Linked DNA regions of Manis pentadactyla: region 1 is linked to region 2. A link is a contact called in public Hi-C data. All regions are on one chromosome and are shown on one strand. The core of a region is the stretch at or near the end of the contact, and the rest is flanking DNA. Distances in the headings are between cores, read along the strand shown. Region 1 holds the start of NPL (N-acetylneuraminate pyruvate lyase). Region 2 holds the start of RNASEL (ribonuclease L).

The links. Hi-C and Micro-C count contacts between places; a contact is called where the count stands out from the background.
Region 1: a contact with region 2 is called in a Hi-C map of fibroblasts, with 11 times the contacts expected there. The contact joins the promoter of NPL here to the promoter of RNASEL in region 2. A contact is called at or near these places in 3 of 3 Hi-C or Micro-C datasets (blood, fibroblasts and skin fibroblasts).

What each region holds. Positions count from the first base shown.
Region 1 is chr9:110,701,535-110,708,499 of mManPen7.hap1, reverse strand. NPL (N-acetylneuraminate pyruvate lyase) reads right to left here and starts at 3,616. Exons shown (of 10, transcript XM_057507940.1): 1 at 3,502-3,616.
Region 2 is chr9:110,526,262-110,533,247 of mManPen7.hap1, reverse strand. RNASEL (ribonuclease L) reads left to right here and starts at 3,189. Exons shown (of 7, transcript XM_057507937.1): 1 at 3,189-3,254; 2 at 4,821-6,473. The coding sequence starts at 4,994.

The sequences.
Region 1 (6,965 bases), core at 2,367-4,866, 170 kb before region 2:
TTCCCAGTTTAGAACTGTGAAAAATATTTACAAGTACACAAACGCAGAGCAAGTAAGAAGAATCTCACCTAAAACCAGCACTTACGGTCTTCAGGCTTCAATATGATCTGCGTAACCATCTTCAGGTTTACCTAACTATCCTTTCATATTCTCATTTTGAACAGTTTTTCCGTTTTCCTAGCTCTAGTAAACCACATAAACTGCACCACGATTATTTATTTGCCCATCCTCCAGGCTTCCCAGGACAGGGAATGTATTTCATTTGCCTTTGCTTCCCCTGCACTGGGTGTTCTATTACAAAGTGATGAATACAAGGATGATTGAATATGAAGTGTTCAGATTTTAGATGGATGATGCCTTCCATAGCAGGGAGGTCTGCTGAGAGTCAACCTGACCCCACTCATTTGGGCAAAAACATCCTTCACCATCTGGCACAGACTGTGCCTGTCTATAACCAGTGTAAACAAGCCAACAAGTTGTCCAAAACAGGCAACAGCGCACCCTGATTATTAGCCCGAATTCTGCAGGCAGACTAACTGGTTCAATTCCCAGTTCTACAACTTAGTAGTTATAGACTGTTCTTTTTCAAGCTGTAAGACATAAAAATTGGAAGCCACAAATGCAAAGTCTAACAATTTCAGAAGAAAGTAAAGTATAATCAGATAGCATTTGGTGACAATTATACAAAAGTTGTTTGTCTTAGAGCAAACACTGTGATGATTATAGGTGATGAACAAGATGGGCTAAATTATAGTTCTGAGGTCACTGGCATATTAAAATGCCAATGCCCTCTATACTTAAATTTGGCTCACATAAGTCATAATTATGAACTGTCTCATTGTGTTTGCTCTTTATAACGCTTAATCTCATCTCCCCAAATAGGAGTATAAATTTACAGAGTACAGAGATCTTATCTTCTACTTATTCTCTATCCCCTAAGAGTCCTGGCTTAGGGGAGCCGCTAAAGCCAGAAAGAGAACAAAACAAGGACAAAAACCTGAAAGGGTACAGTATGGCAAAACTTACTGCTTTTGTTTATGATACTTCCCCTTGTACACGGGTATGTCCCTAGCAAGACTCGCTCCTACAATTAAGCTCAAATCCTTCAAGCAGCTTTGCTGTGCAATGCAGGGTGATAAAGAGGAACCTTACCCAATATTAACATAAAGGATTTCTCTGACTTTTGCTAATTTGAAGAGGAAACTAAAATCCTGTTGGCAGTTTTGATCATTATAATCGCCTGGCCCATATGGAAAACACAAAGCAGATGTAATACGCCTTGTCTACCTTAGAGGAATGTCTAAACATCAAATGAGAACTGACGCTATTATGCCTGCTGTCTATTCTCACCTGGCACTCTTGCAAGCATCTCAACTCCAGATCCCCCAAGATGAAGCTGTTACCTCATGCACTAAACAATTTCTTCCTTTGTTCCTTACCATAGAGGGGTGAGAGTGCCAGCTCTAGAGTCAGACTTCATGGGTCTGCATCCTGGCTCCACCACTCACCAGCTGGGTGACCTTGGGACTGTTATTTTACTTCTGTGTTCCACTTTCCCTTCCGTAAATGCAGATAATAGTAGTCACATTTCATAGGATTGTTGAGAATTAAACAAATCAATTCTTGTAAAGTGATGACTAATAGTGCCAGGCACACAGTTAAGTCCAAGTTTGGCCCCCTCAGAAGTCTTGTCTGATGGCGACTGGATGTTGGCAGGTATTACTTCTGTACCAGCACCTTTGTCCTGTCATCGCAGCTCCACTGCTACCTCCTCCCAACCCTCACTATTCTCGTCAGTCAGGGCCCACATCGTTTCAAATCTGTTATCCTCTTTCCCTGCATCCTTCCCTTCCCATTTACTGCCCCTTTTACAACTTTCCTTTGTTACCTCTTTTCTAGACCAATGTGCACAGCCCCAGGCCCAAGGGGCCCAGTGGGGCTCAAGAAGGTTCAAGTGGTAAGAGTCTCAAGAGCCAGGTTCAGCATTAAAAGTGTCCTAAATTGAACACTGCTAGGCTGTTCATACAGACTTCCACATTCTTGTGCTTTTAGCTGCTTTTATTTCACATTTAGGGCAGTTGCACTGATATTCTTCAGGTGGTCTGAAGCTTGGACTGGCTGTTTTATTTAAGTCTTTGACTGAAAACAAATTAAGGGCACTAAATGCAGTTTGATGGGCTACAAAATCCAAAACATGGGGCCTGTAGAGGTGTGGGACTGGAGCTGGGAATCACTGTCCTCATCCTCACTCTCCTGTCCTTCAGTCCTCACAGGCTGCCAGACTAACTTCCCAGCGGCAGACATTTCTGATCTTGTCCTTGGCTCACCCATTCCCAGGAGCCCCCGCCTCCCTGTCCTTGTCTGGCCTGCCAGCCTTTCTCCTGTGGCTCTCCCACCAGGAACGACATTATTTCCCACTTCAGCCCCTTCAGTCTAAGCCAACTTTTAAAACTCACTCAAAAGGCTGGAGAACATTCCCTGATCGAAAATAATTTCTTACTCCTCAGAATTCCCTCAAATACTTGCTTTTTATTAAGAACTTTACATCACAGTTATTAGCAGGTAATTTTGGCTCCTCTTCTACAGTGTAAGCCATCAAGAGGGCAGGAAAAGCTTCAAAAATCCAACTTTGCATAGAGCAGTTCACTAAATAAGTGAGCAAAGTTTGCTGACTTTGTGAACTGCACAAGTCCTACAGGAAGAGAGGGGGTAAAAGATCAAAACTGTAATGGAGAACGATCCATATTTTGTGTAAATTCAGGTTTTAAATAAACTTCGTAATGTTATGCTTTCAAATTCTTCACAGCTTGTATCAAAAGCAAGTGGTTAGAATGTTCTCCAGCCAAGGCTTAACATGCATTAAGAACGTTATTACTGAAACCTGGAGAGGGGCTATTACTTTTGAAATCTTGTACCTCCATCCACAGACAAGAACACTTAGTGCAAAGAATTCAGGTTGCCTAAGTCACATTTTCGTAAAAGGGAAGTTTCAAAAGACAAATACAAAATATGAAAAAATCTTTGTGGGAGAAGAGGACGAAGCTTTGCACATGTAGAATGAGTTGAGAGAGAAATACGTGGACAAAGAAACAGAGCAACTAAACACACAAAAACAAAAATAAACAGAACCAACTGCCCATAGAACATAGGGATTGTATCCAATTTAATCGCTAAACTCTCTTCTACTCGATAGCTGGTTCAGGTCCTTTTGAGAAAAGGATCCTGACAGGCAGGCTATGGGGTCTGGAGAGAGCCCAGGGGGCGGGCCCCCCCACCCGAGCCCAGGGCCCCCTTTCCCCGTCGGTCCGGACACTTGCCCCAGGCCGCAGGCTGTCGCATTCACACTTCCTCAAGTCCCGCTTCCCTGCTCGTCCGCCTTCCCTTTTCCCGGGCGGTCACCGGCTCGCCCACCCGGGTCCCGGCCCCCGCGTCCCTCCGCCCGAACCCCCGGAGGTCGGCCGCTCCGCGTCCGTCGGTCCATGCCGGCGCGGGCGCGCTCACCCGAGAGGCAGGGGTCGACCTCCGTCGCCTGGGCAGCCGCCGCCGCTCGCGCCGCCGCCGCCTCCGGGCTCCGCACCACGTGCCCGCCACGCCCCGCGGCCCTGGGGCTTGTGGCCCCGCCCCTCTGCCCGCCGCGCGTCCGGTGTCCCGAGATGCTCTGCGCACGTGGGTTTATTCCCTCCGAGTTACGCGACCCAAGTGGGCTGGAGGGACGTGGGCGCGCCGTTCCCCGGCTCCCGAGAGTGGCAGGCATTGGAACGTGGGGCTCGGGGCCTGGGAGCGCCTGCTCACCTGCGCCTCGACTGCTCCCCAGTTCACCCCTCCTAAATTTCTCCCTCTTCTGCTCCGCCAGTCCTCACGCGTGTGGACGCTTCTCGGGCTTCCTTGCATCATACCTTTCCTTCTGTTAGGGTCGTGGAACAACAATTATTTTGTGGTTCTGGGTTTTGAAATTTGGCCTGAAGCACGCCGGGGTCACTGCCTATCAGGGATTTGTGCTCTTCAGACTGGTACAGCTGCCCCAGCCTGGCACACTCTCTTGTTAGGAGATGAACGGAGATTAAAAGCGAATTAGTTATTCTGGAGGGCAGTTGGAAGAGTTTCGAAAGAGAAGAGTATTTTTTTAACCAAAATATCTCTACTTGCAGGAATGCCAACTTTATTTTTTAATATGTTTTGTCAATAAATCAAACACAGTTGTAAACAAGTCCTCAGCTTTCTCTTACTGATGTGATTTTTTTTCAATTTTCCATAACAGGGAATGGCTATTTTATTTAGAGAAATTTTCCCAGACTTCCTGGTTTGCAAAGTAAAGCATCTGTTATAATAGTAATAGGATTCATTATGTCATATATCCACTATTATAATTTTCACTGCACAAAGCACCAGAAATGAATCATAAAACAATCCTATGTGGTGGGTACTACTTTTTAAATTTATATATTACAGATGAGGAAGTATCATTCCTTTTCACAGATCAGAAATAGAGGTTTAAACAGTTCAAGTGATTTGCCAAAGGCTATAGCGCCAGCGAGTGGTTGAGCTGTGATTTGACTTCAAGTAGTCTGGGAGCTGATAACTTTTAACCACTACTTACATTATCCTGCCAAAAAAGGAAAGAAGAGTCCTAGTTACATCTGTCTGTTAATAAGAATGTTAATAAGAATATTATATCCCAATGGGAAAATGTTGGTAATTTTTTTTCAGTCGCTTTAATATATGCAAAGTTAAGTATTTCAGACCCAAAATGTGTAGGTTATTAGCTTTATGGTCAACCACTAAACCAGTGTTCTAAATGCATAAACTATGGTTTATACAAATATGGTAGCATAAAACAATTCCTTATAATAATGTGAGAATTCCTTATAATAATCTGAGAAGCAGATGCTAAAATGGGATTTGATGTGCCGGAGACTTATCTGATGTTCAGGATGGGAGCCTGAGCAGGCAAGGAGAGCTTTCAGATATCATGCAGGTCTAACACTTGTGGAGGGAGAGATGAAAAGAAAGAGGGCAGGAATAGGAGCCTCACTGGAATGGTGGGGGGCGCATCACAGTATCTGTTATATGTCCTTCAGAATGCACAGCCACTACAGTGAATTGTGGGAAAGACATTTATCTTTAAAAGTATATAGACCTATGCAAAGATACCAGATGGGTGTCCTACACTTTAACTCAATTCTGACACTTTCTACCCAGAGGTGGATCAGGCTCCACAGGTTAAGGGCTCAGTTCTGTAAGAATGCCATCCCCATGCCACCCCTACTTCAGACACCTCATCAGAACCAGGCATTACCTGTACTTCTGACCAGCTGGCTATAAAACAGAGGTTCCCATGACCCCATCCTTGGATTCTATTAATTTGCTAGAGCAGCTCACAGAACTCAGAGAAACATGTTACTCCTAGATCACCAGTTTATCATAACAGGATATAACTCAGGAATAGCAAGGTGGAAGAGACGCATGGGCAGTGTATGGGGAAAGGGTGCAGAGCCCCCGTGTTCTCTCCTAGCTTGAGTGTGCCACTTTCCCCAAATTTCCATGTGTTCACTGACCTGGAAGCTCCCTGAAACCTGAGCGTTTGCGTTTTTATGGAGGCTTCATTACATAAGCATGACTGATTAACTCATTGGTCACTGGTGATTATTCAACTTCTAGCCTCTTCTTCCTTCCTGGAGGTTGGGGGATTGGGACTGGAAGTTCTAACCTTCTAATAACAGGGTTGGTTCTCAGGGCAACCAGCCCCATGCAGAGATGCTCTCCAAAGGCCCCTCATTAACATAATGAGAAATACGTTTATCGCTGTCATCACAGGACATTCTAAAGGTTCTAGGAGCTCTGGGCCAGAAACAGGAGGAAGACCAAATAAGTATTTCTTGTTGTAAATCACAATGTCACCACTGCCCTTACCAGGAAAGAGAAAATGGATTTTAATCACCCAAAATACTGCTACTTGGGGAACATCTATGAAGGGAGGAGATTATAAATTGGATCCTGAAGTGTTGCTCCGGACCAGAAAAAGATCTGTCCATAGATGAGCAGAGTCCCTTCCATTCAGTGTAAAGAATATCTAACACGGTTACAGGTATGAGAATTACTGGCTGTAATTCTGGCTGTGTGGGTATGTCAGTCAGTGCGGCTGGTGGAAAAGCTGGAGCTCATTTTTGCATCAAAGTCCAGAGGTCTTCAGAGTGGGGACCAGGCCATGAGTAGAAGTTGTACTGCTTGCTGGGCTCCAAAGTCTTTTCCTGTTTAGGGGTTATCTTCTGAAGTTGAGCGCCAACAAGTAGAAGATGCTCTTGAGGGGAGAAAAGTCCTGTCCATAAGATTGGTTTCAGAGAACACACTGAGTTCCAGGAAGGGACTGTTTTGAGAGCAGTAGAGTTCAGTCATGCTCAACTATCTCTGGCTCAGCCCTTTGGTGAACCCACACTGGGTTCCTAGGAGAAGAAGCTCAAAGGAAAAACTGAATTGAACAGAAAATGCACTTCCATATTTGGCATTCTTAATGTGGAATCTGTTACTCCAGATTTTTAAAAAAATAACAGCTTTATTAAGATTAATGCAAAACTATCCACCTACTATTCACCTAACTATACATTTACAATTCCCTATTTTACAATTAACCATTTTAAGCATACAATAGTTCAATAGTCTTTACTATATTCACAGAGTTGTGTAACCATCACCATAATCAATTTTAGAACATTTTTGTCAACTGCCAACACCTGTACCCATTAGCAATCCCTTCCCACTCCCTTTTCCCCCACTCCCAGCCCTAAGTAATCACTAATCTTTCTGTTTCTATACATTTGCCTATTCTCGACATTTCATATAAATGGAATCATACATTTTGTGGTCTTTCGTGTCTGGCTTCTTTCCCTTAACATAATGTTCTCAAGGTTCATCCACATTAGAGCATGTATCTGTACTTTGTTCCTTTTTATGGCCAAATAATATTCCAT
Region 2 (6,986 bases), core at 1,940-4,439:
AGTAACAGTACTGGCTTCATAGGACTTTTGTGAAAACAGAATGGAAAAGTTTATTTAAAAGATCATAATGCTCCCTAGATAATAAGTGCCCAATAAACTGTAGCTACTTATATACAATGGGCCCTGTTCTAACTGCTCCACATATATTAATTTCTGCAATCCTCACAACATTCCTCTGAGGTAACTACTACTATTATTAATATCCCCACTTTACAGATGTAGAAACTGAGGCCCAGAAAGTTTAAATGAATTGCTCTAATTCAGAGATCTAACAAGTGGCTATATCAGTTAGCTATTGTTGCATAACAAAACCCCATGGCTTAAAATAATAAGCAAAAATGAGTCTGTGGGCCAGCTAGGTATTCCTGCTTACCTGGGCCCTGATTGGCTAATTTTAGTGTGGCTGGTTCTTGTGTCTGTTATCAGCTGGTGGGCTGGTGAGAGTTGGCTGGTCTAGGACGGCTTTAGCCATATATCTGAGGATCAGCTGGTTGTTGACTTGGGCCATGGTGGTGACTGGGCCAAGTGCCTCTCTCACCAGCAGGCTATCCCAGGCTCATTTGTATGGTTGTGGCAGTGTTCCAAGAGACAAAGACATGCCTAGCTCTGGAACTGGCACACTGCCCCTTCTGCCACTTTCTATTGGGCAAAACAAGTCACCAGGCCAGCCCAGATGCAAGGAGGGAAATAGATTCTCCTCCTTAATTAGAGGAAGTACAAAGTTGAATTGCAAAGGGCATGGGTATAGAGAGGGTTGAAAAAACTTTTTTGTAATCTTTCTAGCAGAGTGGAAGAATCTGGATTTGATGCTAGGTGGCCTGGTTTCAGCATCATTGCTCTGAAACATTCTGGAGACTTAATGCCTTGACATTGGCTTGCAAGGGTCTTGCCATTTCCTACTTCCGCCATGTGCACGGAATGACACAGCAATAGCCTCCATTCACTCTCAAGTGCTAGCTTGGCCTTACGTGTGCCTGGTGTTTACCTTTGCCTGTATTTCCTCCTACACCTTTGTTTACTCTTTCAGAATTCTACTTTATAATTGCTTGTGTCATGAACATTCCTGGGTAGTTTTTTTTTCAATTTAAACTTCCTATTTTACCTTCATCTCTATTTTCTCATCTTTTCATTTTGTTCTTAACAGGTCACAGAATAAATAAGGTAAATGATTACTACAGTCAAAGGAAAGGGGGAAAGTCTAGGTTTGGTTAGCAAAGTCATGATGAAGTAGTGAGAATATCAATATTGTATTTGATTCAATATGACCCCATGTCTTCTTGCCAAGATCCAAGAAGGGCTTCTGGTAAGTTAAGCACAGTTCATTCCCAGACTTAGAGGCAATCCTTGCAGTCTTAGGGATCTTTCTGGTCAAAAGAAGGAAAGGGTGAGGGATTGTGCCCCAGTTCTAACCTCTTGGCTATAGGAAGGGGGAACCAGAGGGATGGGGGGGTCATCTTTGTTTGTCCTTGGTCTTGGTTTCTGTTTGCACGTTCTCCACCTAGGATCCCCACCCACCCCTGGGCTTGCTCCCCTCTGCTCTTTGTGACTTTTCAGAGTCTGGAGCTCTGAACCCCGCCTAGTGGCTGTGGTCTCTGTGGACAGACTGATGTCTCTTCCTGCCATGAGAGTTGTCAGACTCTGCATGTCTCTTGGGCCACCCCCAGCTTGATTCTCCTGGTTCAAGATGGTCAGGGGTCTGTGTCTCGAGAGAGACTGCATGTTCTTTGAGGACACGAATGTTTCCCACTGCAGCATTAGGTACACACATAAATCTGCGTGCTGGGAAAATGGCAAGAACAGAACTTCTAGAGCAGGGACCTTACAAACCATGTTACGTGAGAGAACTGAGGCCTGACAAGGTTAAACCACCTGCCTGAGGTCTGTCCGCTAACAGCCATTGCTCCAGCTGCAGGCCCAGGTCTCCAGACTGCCAGCCCTGTGCCCTTCTGAGGGCGCCACATTGAGACAGGGACCGTGGGTGTAGTCAGAGTAGGGAGAGGGCCTCTGGAAAAAGACCCCTACCAAAACTCCATATTAAACAATTAAACAGAGACAGTCCCATTAATTCTCTAAAGTAAAATATTAAACTAGGAATATAAGCATTCTTCAGTAAAGATTAGTTAAAACTAAAAAGCCAGGAATAGCTGGGCCGGGAGTGTTTGAACATCCCCCAGATAAGAAAATACCTCAGCATAGCCCATGTCTTGTTTGTGTCAATTAAATGAGGCTATTGTAAAATTTACTTTAGCTGCTAAAAGGCCCAGTTTATCTTTAACTTTACCCAGATGCTGCTTTTCCTCCTGCAGCCCTAATCAAGTCAATAACTCAGCTCACCTTGAAAGCAAGACAAGCAGCCTTGACTGATCTACTCCCAAGCCAAGAAACTGCTATTCTAAGAAAGGATCAAAGCAGTAAATTTCTTACGTTAACTCCACAAAATAGTCTGCAAAACTGATAAGAAACTTAGTGTCTCTTTAAGAATAAACACTTAGAGACCATCTGGTGGATCCACATCCCTAGCTCTTAGTCTCTCAGCTGCCTATAAATCCCCTAGAAACTAGACAGCGCACCACCACGGACTCTCTTGTCCCCTCCTGGCGTGAGCCAGGAGCTCTGTCCTCTCACTTTATCTCTAAATAAAAGCCTGTACCTTGCTCTCCTACCTTGAGTGTTTGTGAAGCTCATTCGTTGGCTTCGTGAACAAGAACCCCGGCATCAACATCACCTCAGGGCAGCAAGCTGAGCACCCCCAGATGTGAGGGAGCTGGGGCTCTGGGCCTATTTAGCTTCTCTGAGCCTCAGGTTCATCAGCAGCGAGATTCTTAGGGCTTAACTGGGACCATGTCACTTGTGGAGCAATGCGCATGGTGCCAGGCACACAGTCGGTGCCCAATAAATGTTATTTACCATTCATTTCCCTCAAGAAGATTAGGGATCTGGAACTGTGGTAAGGATGGAGCTAGATGCTCTGACCCGAGAGGCTGAAAGGTCGGCAGCAGGGTCTTGGATTTCTAATCAGCCACCAGCTGCCGGGGGAGAGGCACGGTTTTTCCTCTCCTAGAGGAAAAGCTCAGCTCCGGCTGTCAGGGGTGCGGAGGGGAGGCTGTCCGCGGTGGGCAGGGGAGGCGGGCGGGTGCCGAACCCTCCTCCTCGCGGCCCCGCCCTGCCCGCTGACGTCCCGAGGAGGAAATGATTCCTGCCGGTGAGGACTGTTTGCTGCGGAAGGAGTGAGAGGAGGCGTCTGAGTTCAGAAGGTAAGATGGCCAGAGGAGCAGAGCTGGAAAAGCTTGCGGAATTGTTTTCTTTAAGGGTTCTTTCGGTCAGGGGACCCGAGGGGGCCGCGGTGCGGGGCTTGGGAGTGCCGGGGAGCGCGGAGCCCGCGGGTTTGCAGGGTTGGGTCTCCTAATCAGGCATCCCGGGGCACACGGAGAAAACGAAACTGCAAGCGGGACTCAGCCATGGCCGGGCTTTTGCTGGGCTGTCTTTATTCTCGACTTGAATATTTAAAGGAACTGGGAGTTTCTTGACTTTCTTTCCTTCTCTGCATCTTTACACCAGCTCATCTCACACCCTCTGTGACGGGACTTATCTGTACAAACATTTGGCATGACGGTTTCATCGCCTGGTGGTCGAGCTTCTGTAGCACAATTGATTAGACCTCTGAGGGTGGAGGCTTTGAGACCGCCAGAGGGCGAGCCTGCTGAAAAGCGGTTGCTGTGTGGAAGGCGTTGCAGATGCAGTCTTAGAAATATTTGGGTAACCGTTTGGTGCTGTCTGATGCTTGGATTGGATCTATATTTTTCAGAGCTTAATCAGAGCAGTTGGGCCAAGTTGCCCCCTCCCTTCCCTATTTGTGTAGTGTGTATATGCAGACGGGTGGGGACAGTAGGATGCATTAAAGGTTTTTTTTTTTTTCCTAGAGGGACATAATTAGTTCCATCATATGTTGAATGTCTAACATCTTCCATACTTTCGGGTTGTATTTTATTGGCGGTGACTATATTTATTGTTGCCCCATTTGAAGGAACAGATAACTGAGACTCAATAACGTAAGGCTACACAGTTAGGAAGTAACAGCAGCTTACACCTAGGTCTTACTGAGGCCAGCGTCTACACGATACTCCTTTAAAGAGCAGCACACGTACCCGGGGTAAGAGTCTGCTGAGAGTGATCAAACTTCCTGTGTTATAAAAAATGCAAATCGGCAAAAAACATATTTTTTTCCTATTAAATGAGGCTTCTGTTGTTGTTTTTTTAAAAGACACCACCTATTTCTAGTAACAATGTGTTTATATGACATCAGAAGAAATTTATTAATATGGGCTGAGAACCCTAAAAACAGTCATATCCTTTGACCAGCGGCTCAGTTCTTTGAAATCTATATAAGAAATATATTAGAAGATCTATCATAAGAAAACAAGCTAAAATAAGCTAAATTTGCTGCACCATTATTTAGAATTGTTAAAAATTCTAGTTTTAAAAATCTTGTTTAAAAATTATTTTTAAAAACTGCTCAGTAATAGGGAAATGAATAACTAATGGCATATTAAAATTGTTTTAAAAGACTTTGCAATAATACAGGAAATTGTTTCTAGTATGGCATTCAGTGAAAGGAAGCAGGGTGCAAAGGTACTTTTATATAGCATGACCCTGTTTTAAAAAAATCTACAGAAGTATACTAAAATATTAACACCACCTATTTCTGGGCAGTGGGACTATAGAGTAATAATTTTCTTATATTTAATGTTGCTAGTAAAATTAATCTGATTCAAATGTTTTCTCACTATTATAAAATTACAAAGTCTCTCTCTCATCTCCAGGTAGAATGTCAGAAGACTCCAAGAGTATTTCCCTCCTTGTACTGTTGGTCTCGTTATCCCTATTTACCCTAACGGGAGTTTCTATGAGCTCCATGTGATGGTGGCCCAAAGAAGTAAGTTTTCATTTTCTCAAAGAAAAGGCAAAACATTGTAGCCAGTGGTATTTTATCACCATGGAGACCAAGAAACATACTGACTTCCAGGACAGATCTACCCCCTGCAGCAATGGAAGAGCTTCGGTGGAAGACAATTATTTGCTGATTGAAGCTGTTAGAAAAGAAGATGTCAAGCTGATCCAGCAATTGTTGGAAAGGGGCGCTGATGTCAATTTCCAGGAAAGCCATTCGGGCTGGACACCTCTGCATAATGCAGTACAAAATTCCAGGGAGGACATTGTGAGTCTTTTGCTTCATCATGGTGCCGACCCTTGTCTGAGGAAGAGGAATGGGGCTACTCCCTTCATCCTTGCTGGGATTGTTGGAAATGTGAAGTTACTCAAGCTTTTCCTTTCTAAAGGAGCAGATGTGAATGAGTGTGATTCTCATGGCTTCACAGCTTTCATGGAAGCTGCTGTATATGGTAACGTGGAAGCCTTAAGGTTTCTGTATGAGAGTGGAGCAGAGGTGAACTTGCGTCGGAAGACGAAGGAGGAGCAAGAGAGGATTAGGAAAGGTGGGGCCACAGCCCTCATGGATGCGGCTAAAAATAACCATCTAGAGGTTGTAAAGATTCTCCTTGATGAGATGGGGGCAGATGTCACAGTCTGTGACAATATGGGCAGGAATGCTTTGATCCATGCTCTTAAGAACTCTGATGATAGGAATGTGAAAGTCATTACTCAGCTTCTACTGGACCATGGGACTGATGTCACTGTGAGGGGAGAAAAAGGGAAGACACCCCTGATCCTGGCAGTGGAAAGGAAGAACGTGGATTTAGTGCAGATGCTTCTGGAACGAAAAGATATAGAGATCAATGATACAGACAGAGAGGGCAACACAGCACTGCTGTTTGCTGTCCAACTCAAACTAAAAGAAATCGCCCAATTGTTGTGCAAGCACGGAGCCAGCACCGATTGTGGGGATCTTGTTATGTTAGCAAGGCGCAATTACGACCATTCCCTTGCAAAGTTTCTTGTCCTTCATGGAGCCAGAGAATATTTTCACCCTCCTGCTGAAGACTGGAAGCCTCAGAGCTCACGCTGGGGGGCAGCTCTCACACATCTCCACGCGATGTACCGCCCTGTGATTGGCAAACTCAAGATCTTTATTGATGAAGAATATAAGATTGCTGACACTTCTGAGGGAGGCGTCTACCTGGGCTTCTATGAAGAGCAAGAGGTAGCTGTGAAGCGATTCTATGAAGGTAGCACACGTGGACATAAGGAAGTCTCCTGTTTGCAGAGCAGCCGAACAAACAGTGACTTGGTGGCATTCTATGGGTGTGAGAGCCATAATGGGTGTCTGTATGTGTGCCTCGCCCTCTGTGAGCAGACCCTAGAGGAGGACTTGGCCACGCGTGGAGGGGAGGCTGTGGAAAACGAAGAAGATGAGTTTGCCCGGAATGTCCTCTCATCTGTATTTAGGGCTGTTGAAGAATTACACCTATTGTGTGGATACACTCACTGGGATCTGAAGCCACAAAACATTTTAATAGGTGAGTCTCCAGTGTTTTTGGAGTTGGGCGTCTTTTCACTGTGGATAGGAAAAGACTAGAATAAAGGACTAGAATAAAAGGATTACCCAGTTTGAGGAAGAATGCGACAAATTCATAATTATAGCGCAGTCTCTCCTGCTACCAGTTATAAACTCCATATGGTGGTTGCAGATGCCAACAGAATGCCAGTCTACAATTGTATTGCTCTTGGCAAATACATATATGAAGGTATATTTCAGATGGAGCCGGTTCCAGAAATTAGAATTCCTAAGTAGTCTGCAAGTCAGACTCCTGAAGGTGTGTTGCTTCTGGCAAGGTGACAGATACTGTGAAACTTCATGACAAGATGGAGGTCAAAATTAGAGATGCTGAGACAAGATGTGACGCAGTAAAATAGACTGCAAGCAGGCAGAACAAGCCAGAATCTGCTGGTACAACAAAGTAAATGAAGGCAACCTGAAAGGAAACAAGTAGAGCTGAGTGTAAAGTCCCAGGAGGCAAGATGGCACAGTA